Linked DNA regions of Zea mays: regions 2 and 3 are each linked to region 1. Evidence: chromatin contacts called from public Hi-C data. All regions are on one chromosome and are shown on one strand. Each heading gives the region's core, a stretch centred on a gene start, on an enhancer-like site or on the middle of the called end of the contact. The rest is flanking DNA. Distances are from core to core; before and after follow the strand shown. Region 1 holds the start of LOC100194137. Region 2 has its middle 25 kb from the start of LOC109942375. Region 3 holds the start of LOC109942375 (auxin efflux carrier component 2).

Region 1 (2,937 bases), core at 228-2,727:
TTCAGAGATTCAGCCAGGGTTCATCTTTTCAGTTTTATTTGTGAATATCACCAAAGTGTTGCTACCTAAAGTCCTGAATTGAGTTCTTCCAGGGATTGTCTATATGAATGAACTGTAATAGAAGTAGAATTACTTGTGGAAATTTTTGTTGCCTGAAAGAGAGCTTAAAATCATGCCAACACTAAATGAAGGAACCTAGTGATTGTACATGCGCAGAGCAGTCACACTCTTCAAATAATGTACTTCTCAAAACATTACTGCCAAACTAAATAATGAACTGTGAACAAAGTACATAGAAACTGTTTTCAAGTATGAGAACAATAGTTATGAAATAATGTATTCTATGCGATGGGTAACTGGTGTCCACGGTGGCTGAAGGCAAGAATGACACAGGAACCATCCCTACAAAATAGTACCATGGCACTTCTAAAAGATGGAGAATGGAATAAATTGTGGATTTTCTGTGGGAGGGTCTTTGTTTGGTAGACCATTTTTTTAGAGAAACTAAAAATCATGGTTTTGGGGTATCTCCATTGAAGTTGCTCTTATGTTCCACAATAGTAATTCAATGCGGCTGAGAAATGAAAAGGCGCATTCAGTTACAGCTGCAAGCAGCCATTACTGCCTCATATCCACATCTTCAATAAATTGCCCCCCAACGAAGCATTTTGTCAAGAACGTGCAATGGAAAGTTTGGCCCTAGATACAATACACTCCTAATCACATGCTACCACAATTATGTTAATCTAGTAATGAGCCACTTCCACAAGCCAACGTGGTGAATAATACCATGACCATAACAAGATGAGACACTACTATGCGCACTAAAAAGCGCAAGTGTCCCCTCATTCTTTACATCCAGAAGCGAGGAGTGGGCACATGCACCAGCCTGAGCCACACAAACCCTTGCCTGGCCATCTAGGTTCCGCAGTGTGCTGGAACATGGGACTATCTAGGAATTCAGAAATGTTTCTGCCCGGAAATTAGGTTTGAGGAAATGCGAGACCAATCGATCGACCAAACAATCAACGCTCATTTACAGTAGCGAAACACCGTGCGGTTGGATCTGAAACCGGCTGGACATTCGCTCTACGCTGAGCTTGAGAAATCGACCGGTCGCCAACTCCGCCCTGGTCCCAGGAGGCCGCTCGCTCGCGGTCGCGCGTGGCCTCTACCGGACCTCACCCCGGAGGGCCCTGGCAGGGGACGAGGCCCACACACTACGATGGCAAAGATTGATGGAAAAAGAAGTAGTGAGGACGACTGCAGGCGGGGCGCTTACCTCAGGCGATGGGCGGACCGGCAGGAGAGCGGGCGAACAAGAAACTGAGACGTGCGGCGGCAGGGAAGTCTAGGGCGACGAGATGGGACTGCTTCCAGGCTGCCACCGCTGCTGCCGCCGCTTGAGTGGTGCTCGGACGGGGGAGGAAGCGGAACCCTAGGCGGGGAGGGAGGAGGATTTCAATTTGGGAGGTGAGGAGGACAAGAGGCGGCCGGAAGGGAAGGAAGGGGAGGGGAGGAAGTAGTTGCGAGCTTTGATGAGAACCAACTGCTGTCTGAAAGCGGAGCGGTGCATGATAGGGACGAGAGATCCGACCGTTGAGTCCGGGCGGGCCCCAGACCCGGTGCGGCGCGGATGGCGCAGGCCCACGTGGGCGCCCGTGCACCGACGCGCCTGCCGTTTGGGTTTGGTACTTTGCGTCGTAGCCGTTGGGGAACGAATCTGCGTTCACTTGTCCGTCGTGGGGGGCCTCGCAAGTCGCAAGGCCTGCAAAATTGAAATGACGAAGAGCGATCTAGCGCTGACCCTGACCGTAGCCTGAATTTTTCTTTTTTTCTGAATGAAAGAGGGAATCTGAACCTATGATATTAGAAACTCCTAAAATTTTATCCTATATTTTTATAGCCCTGTCTAGCGCATAGTGAATATAAGAAAAAAAATCTCTAATCATCTATGTACAGTTTTCCTGCTTTAGCATGTCGTGGCTTTAATTTTGTTGCAATTATCTAGGAAAGTAAAAGAGATACAGAAACAGTAAAATGAGTTTTTATTGTTCTCTAGATAATTTTGAAGGACCTCTACAATCATTGCAAAGAATAAATGTCAACAATTGTATTCTTTCGTCATATGATTCTCTAGACTTGAACTAATTGATGGAATTTTATGTGCCATTTTTTATGCATCATCATATCCCAAAATGATTGCATCTGGGTATTTCGATGTCCCAATGTCAGTAATTGAGTGCACTGTTGATATGGGATGTGAAAGTTGAACCTCCATAGGGTTGAGTTGCATTTACTGGGTTAGAAGATTTTGTTCTTCTATTTTCTTTGCTAGATAGAAGCTGCATCCGTGGAAATAATTGTATTTCTCTCCCTCTTACTTGTGACTTGAGTAGTTTTATTTGATACCTCTGCTCTTTTCGACACATTTCTCGTGAAATTGTAGGATTTTGTAACAGCCTTATAATTAGTAAATGCATATGACATGTTGTTTGTAGTGTGTTGCAAATTAATGAGTTTCTGAACTTGAAGTTCCGTTTCTAGAGTATGTGGATCAGGGATGGAGATGTCTGTAGCATCCCAATTGATTCCCTAGCAATTTTTGTGGTTTTGAGTTCTCCCGTTAATGCTAACGAACAGATCTTCATTGAAGATACAATATACACACCAAATCATGAGTAGGTCTCCCTATGAGGGACTCTAATGATTTTATGATAGATAGATATTAATATCCCAAAATTTTCCCCAATTCGCAAGAAGGGACCATAATTGTACGATGTATTGAGATCTGTACGTTTGTAATGAAACTAAACTTTCATAGATGGAAAATATTGGGTGGATTTTCATGTACTAGTTGTAATAGGGAGGTTGCATGATATGCAATTGGATGTAATCAAATCAAGTCAACATTGTGTAAGACAGTGTGACCCCAAC
Region 2 (2,937 bases), core at 178-2,677, 300 kb after region 1:
TCTGTCGTACCGATCTACGTGAGTACCGGTTGACTTCAGTAATCTCAAAGGTCAAACTCATGGATGATGGATCATACATTGGTTATTGGTACTACTTGCTACCCTACCGAGTTCTGATTTGATGATTTCTGAGTCCCTGATTCGTATTTGTATATCCTAAAATTGTCTATTATATTAACTTGATTTTTTTGTTTGCGCGTTGGCATGATAATTTCCTAAATAAATCACTAACATGATATGATATGGCAATTCATAATAGGAGAGGGGATGAGAAGTGATATGGCAAAATTTGGAATCACCTATTTCACTACGAATAGTTATTTGCACATTACAAGCTATAAGATTCAATTGATGACCATGAAATGGGCAGGCTTGAAATGCTAATGACTGGACTGCAACAATTGATGTTATAAGCCACAATCTAATTGCCTTAACGTCTTCACTTGCTTGCTTTTCAATTATTGGTTCAATATGGCATAACCTATTTTTAAAATCGCCATGCCATTCAACAGAGTACTGATGAATTGAGACACTAAAATTTGAAGGCAAACTTATCGCCACTTTTAACCTTCTTCCAAATAATCTTTTACTGTAAATACACCATATCATGGTTTCCTACTGACTTCTTAGAAAACAAAAGTCAAGAAAAGCAAAAGGTTGCATGTTTTATTGGTGTGTGTGTGTATGTGTATAATTTGTCACGAACCTTGGGAGGAGCCATGGCCCCTGTAGGCCCCCTTCCCTCTTCCACTGATGGAGACACATATTGGCTGGATAAATTAAGCCACGAAGCATGCAGTAGCTTGAAGAAAACACTGGTAACGCATAAATAAAGTGGAGCATTAATAATCGAGCACAAATAAAAAGAATAGCGTACCTAAGGTAGCATTTGGTTGAAGAGCCAAGTAGAACGGAGTCATTCTGTTGCAGTTTTGTTGTTGTTTGGTTACAAAGTAACTAGAACGGAATGACTCTAATTAGGGAATATTCTCCTTAGATCCGGAACTATTCCGCTCCAAAAAATCAACCGGACGGAGCCGCTCCGTTCCCATCCCGCTCGCACAGTCATGCTCCGTTCCGTTCACTCTGCAACCAAACAAAAAACAGAGCCGCTCCGTTCCAGCTTACCAAACACAGAATAGAGCGGCTCCGTTCCTAAAATCAGGGATGAAACGGCTCCGTTCTACTTGGCTCCTCAACCAAACACTACCTAAGTGAAGGCCAAGTTCAGGATGCACTTTCCGCGGGTGAGTTCCCGAAACGAGAAAATAGTCTGCAACACAACAACGCAACAAGTATTTGAGTGGGCTGGCTGGACCAGTGTTACTTTGTTGTTCTCACGCGAGAATGGAAATACTGGGCCGAAATATCTGTTGAAGCCCAACTTGACGTTGCCGCAAATTAGAAAACGAGAGGGAAGGGGAGAGAACGGGAGACGCTCATTTCCATCTGCGGACTGCGCCTATATCCGTTTTAGGCCCATCAGTCGTCGAATAGGAAGGGGGCCTTTTATAGTTTTTTTTTCTTCCCATTTCACCCCGTTGCCAAATCTAGCTTTCTGGACCCAAACCTATGTCCGTTTTAACAAGAACCTATGTTGCTAAAGAAAAGCAGGACTATTTTTCATATATTCTAAATCGGTAAAAATAAACCGAATGTGTTTTCTGACAACCGAATTTCTTACAGGTAGCAGAAAAAAGTTTGCTGAGTCATTGAGTCTTGCTCCGAAGTGAAGTGAAGTGAACTGTGGAAGCGGAACTCTCAAGTCCGTAGTAATAACTGTCCAAGGAACTGGAACGCAGTGAATAAGGAAAGTGAAGCAGCAGATTCTGGCAAACAGGACACGCATGTGTCCGTTCGTTGCCAAGCATCCAGAGCCGGGCACTGGCAGGCAGATCGAAGCCGCGCGTGACCTAGCCCAGCTACGCCACGCACCCGAACAGCGTATGCCTAGCCTAGCCATGTGCGCAGTGCCGCTGCTAGGACGCACTAGCCTGCTGCGTCGCTTGCAGCTACCTTGCCGGCCCGGCCGTGTGACTGCGACAGCGTCCGGCCGCGGACACCGGCCCTGGCCCTCCATCTCCATGACACATTTCCAATCCATGCATGGGTTGGGTCCCTCCCTCCCCGCGGCACGGGGCGACGCTGGCTGGCTGGCTGGCTGACTAGCTCGCTCGCTTTCACCGCCGCTAGCTCCTTTGCCCAGCTACCCGGCCTAATCGATCTGGGATCTCTAAGCTACGCTTTTGGCTCGTACGCTGTACGCGCCTGGCTTAATTTTCAGCGTGCAACGCGGTGTCGGCCGGGACGACAGGCAGGCGATCCAGAAGCGTCGGAGGTCGAGCTTGGACCGACGCGCGCGTCCTTTGGGCGCTGGCCGCGCGCGCGCCGGCGCGCGTGTAGCCGTCCGGCGCAGGCAAAAAGTCCGGAAGACCGTTGCAGCGAGCAGAGAGTAGCGCGGCCGGCCGGAGCCCGGAGGAATCTGTCCGGTGTCCCTGCTGTCCAGAGTCCAGACCCCAGACAGAGGCGTGGATCGGCCGGCCGGCGCCCGAGAATTGAACGAAGGACGGCGGCCGGCCGCCTCCTCAGGCGCAGCGGCATGCCCATTCGTCCGGCCGGCCGCCATCATGCACGAGTGAGTACCTACTGCTATACTGCATAGTGCCCGTCCGTTGGTGTACGTACCTGCTCGTCCTGTGCCGTCGGCATATGAAATGGAATGGTGGATGAGCCAGATGGATCGATCGCCAGCCAGTCCAGGTCGCCGCTGTCGTTTTCCAATCATGCAGCAGAGAGAGAGGTAGGTACAGGTACGGCCAGTCGGCCATGGCCTAAATTTCATTCATAGAAAGATGGCTCTTTTCCCATTGACTCGAAGCCCGCTTTACCAGCCGCGCGCCATCGTCGTCTCGCCGACACTAATTTGAGGTGAGGAAA
Region 3 (2,937 bases), core at 276-2,775, 280 kb after region 1:
ATGTAAAGAGACTAAGAGAGCCAAGTTTATCATCATTATTAGCATATATAAGACAAATTTCAAGGAAGCGAGCACTAGCGAACAAAAAACGAAAAAACTTGGGGACAGTAGACCGACGTACCGTGGCGGTGGCATCATGCCGGGGTTGGGCGCGGGGTACGCCGCGGCGTCGCCACCCTTCCCAGACGCGAACTTGTTGGCCACCTGCTCGTCGAGCCCCGGCGCGCGTGCGGCGCCGGGCTGCGCCAGCGGGCTGGCCATCTTGCTCCCGTTGAACATGGCGTAGAAGTCGGACTGGTTGAAGCTGGAGCCGCGGGGCGTGGGCTCCCGCGAGGTCTGCAGCGAGTAGATCTCGACGCCGGTGAGGTTGGAGGCGCGCGGGGTCATGGCCGAGGACGGGCCGTAGGGGCGGTACCCGGCGCCGGAGCGCGCGGCGCCGTGGCCGCCGCCCGTGGTGGACGCGGAGGCGGAGCGGCGGATGACGACGTGGACGCGGCCGTCGCTGCCGACCTCGGCGTCCGCCTGCAGCGCCTCGCGGCCGTTGAGGGAGACGACGTCGGAGTCGACCCTGAAGGAGGCGATGCTGGCGCCGACGTCGGGCGGGAACTGCTCGGAGATGAGCGCCTTGGCGCCGCGGTACTCGAAGAGGAAGAGCATGAGCGTGTACCAGATGACGCTCTGCAGCACCACGATCTGCACCATGAGGTTGCCCGAGAAGTCGCCGTACATGGCGCGGAGCAGCGGGATGCCCATCACCAGCGTGTTGGGCAGCGTGGACAGCGAGAAGAGCGTGATGGTCCAGTCCAGCGACGACGCCGCCGCGCCCCTGCGGTAGCGGGAGAGCACGTTGTGCCACACGGCCAGCGCCGCCAGGATGACCAGCTTCTGCAGCGAGTCGGCCGCCAGGAACCGGTACTGCATCGCGTAGGGGTCGCAGCTGGAGATGAAGTGGAAGGAGAGCAGCGGCACGGCGAAGACGGCCACGAAGCGGTTGATGCCGGAGCACTGGTCCGGGGTGAAGATGGCCCACCACCGCACCGACCCGTACGCCAGGAACATGGCCACGTACAGCGGCACGATCGCCGCAAGAACGTCGTAGATGTCCCGCCCGGTGATCATCGCGGCGGCGGCGGCGGCGACGGCGACGCTGACAGCTGCAGCTTAGGCCACGCTAGCCTGTTCTGTTCCTTTGGTTTTCTACAAAGATCTGCTGGTAGCTGACGCAAACTATCAGAAACGAAGTGCGAGAACAGAAGCAGAAGAGATAGTTATATATAGGAGGTCCTTAATAAGATAATCGCAGACGACTCGCCACTTAATTTAGCTGTTAATCAGCTAGAGCATGGTGGTACGACGATGGACGTAGAGAATCCGAGGGGCGGCGTACACAGTTGCAGGTAGCTAGCTGCAGGCCGCGACGTGCAAACACTGTCGTATCCTTGTGTGGCTACGGCAACGTACTGTAGGTAGTACAACCTGAGCCCTAGCTAGCTTCTAGACTAGATAAATGCGTGCAAGCTCGAGGTAGCCATGGGCCATGGCGCAAATGCATGCACGCTGATCAAGGATGGCCTTGACATGGATAAAGAGACTCCGCAACTGGTCAAAGAATTGCACGCAGTAGGCTCCTGTTGGGCTGCTGCAGTGTCGTTGCAAATTGCACGACGCCACACCGACAAGGCGATATGGTCGCTTCCGTGGTAAAGTGTTGGACATACAAGGCAGTAGTTACCGACTTACCGTTAGATCTTTAGGCTCGATCGGTCACCGTGTGCGCGCGTGTGGGAAGGTTTTGACTGGATAGCTAGGATCGAAAAACGGTGAATAGACATGATCCTCCATCTCAAGCAGCATCCCAAATAAAGAGGAAACAACACAAATAGTAATACCCAAAAGTGTGGTTAGGCTGTTAGATGCGCCATTGTTTAGATAGTGACCATCTTCGTTATCTCGTTCTTATTTGTAGTGTCATTTAAATATGAACTAGTCATGAGTATATGCATTGTTATGGTTTCTATATTACATGAGTATTACTTTATCTAGAGCAAAGTCGTGTAGGAGAAGCATTCGTCAATCCAGCATGCCCACCGTCCACAGGCTAGGTACAGCAACCACTCACTGCCTACTAACTATATACATCTATGTAGTCGTCGATCGACTTTAGATGTATTTAAGGTCCATACTCAACTCTAAACCAACACTTCCTACAAACACAATCAAACAAGACATCTAGTGTGGTTAGATGAGAGGAGCCTATATTCAGATGACCAGGATTCAATCTTTTTATTTTTTTTATATATGATATATGCAAACTATGATTAATGGGATGTTTATTCTAACACAATTGTAAGGTTTTATTTTCCACTTATTAGTATACATATATATTAATAATATCTAACTTCAATCTATCACAAACACTCATGTGTTGTAGTGGTAATAACCACTTCCTTCAATCATGAGGCCGTGGGTTCAAAACCCACCCAACATTGACATGTCGCTTATTTCACAAACTAGGTGAGTGCCCGTGCGTTGCAACGGGAATATATAATATCACGATAACTTATGTATAAATATGTGATATACTGTTATGAGAAAAGGTCCTCGAGCATTTATTTGATCTGAGCGACGACGATGGAGACTTCACCGGCGTGGCAGCGATCGAGGTCGCGCCACCAGAGCAAGTCGTCGCGGCCCTCAGAGTTATCCTCGATCGGAGGAGCCCGCGATGCCGCGACCCGCTGGCCCGGCGAGGTGGGCTAGACCCCACCGCACGTCGAGAGGAGCGGACCTAGCATCAAAAATTATTACGAAGCATGCATCAGAGTCAAATTATTACGAAAGATGAGTAAAATATTGTTTTGTTGTTTTACTCGAGTGACATCCTCGAGATAGCTAGAATGGCGAAATATGGGTAACGATCATTTGGATGTTCTTACT

The links. Hi-C and Micro-C count contacts between places; a contact is called where the count stands out from the background.
Region 2: a Hi-C map of leaf shows a contact between it and region 1, with 5 times the contacts expected there. The contact joins the enhancer-like site here to the promoter of LOC100194137 in region 1. A contact is called at or near these places in 3 of 25 Hi-C or Micro-C datasets (ear, leaf and tassel).
Region 3: a contact with region 1 is called in a Hi-C map of ear, with 2.8 times the contacts expected there. The contact joins the promoter of LOC109942375 here to the promoter of LOC100194137 in region 1. A contact is called at or near these places in 5 of 25 Hi-C or Micro-C datasets (ear, leaf, tassel and 1 more) and 1 of 3 datasets of contacts at active chromatin or transcription factors (leaf).

The regions. Positions count from the first base shown.
Region 1 is chr9:110,921,419-110,924,355 of Zm-B73-REFERENCE-NAM-5.0, forward strand. It overlaps LOC100194137, which reads right to left and starts at 1,478. Exons shown (of 7, transcript NM_001139189.1): 1 at 1,283-1,478.
Region 2 is chr9:111,222,219-111,225,155 of Zm-B73-REFERENCE-NAM-5.0, forward strand. No RefSeq gene overlaps it. Among protein-coding and RNA genes, the nearest start is that of LOC109942375, 25 kb to the left of the region's middle. Within about 2 kb of position 1,428, at least 19 of the 20 cell types and tissues checked have an H3K27ac peak or open chromatin away from gene starts, as enhancers often do. A contact at or near this core is called in ear, leaf and tassel, where this site is marked.
Region 3 is chr9:111,197,433-111,200,369 of Zm-B73-REFERENCE-NAM-5.0, forward strand. It overlaps LOC109942375 (auxin efflux carrier component 2), which reads right to left and starts at 1,526. Exons shown (of 7, transcript XM_020544317.3): 1 at 122-1,526. The coding sequence starts at 1,119.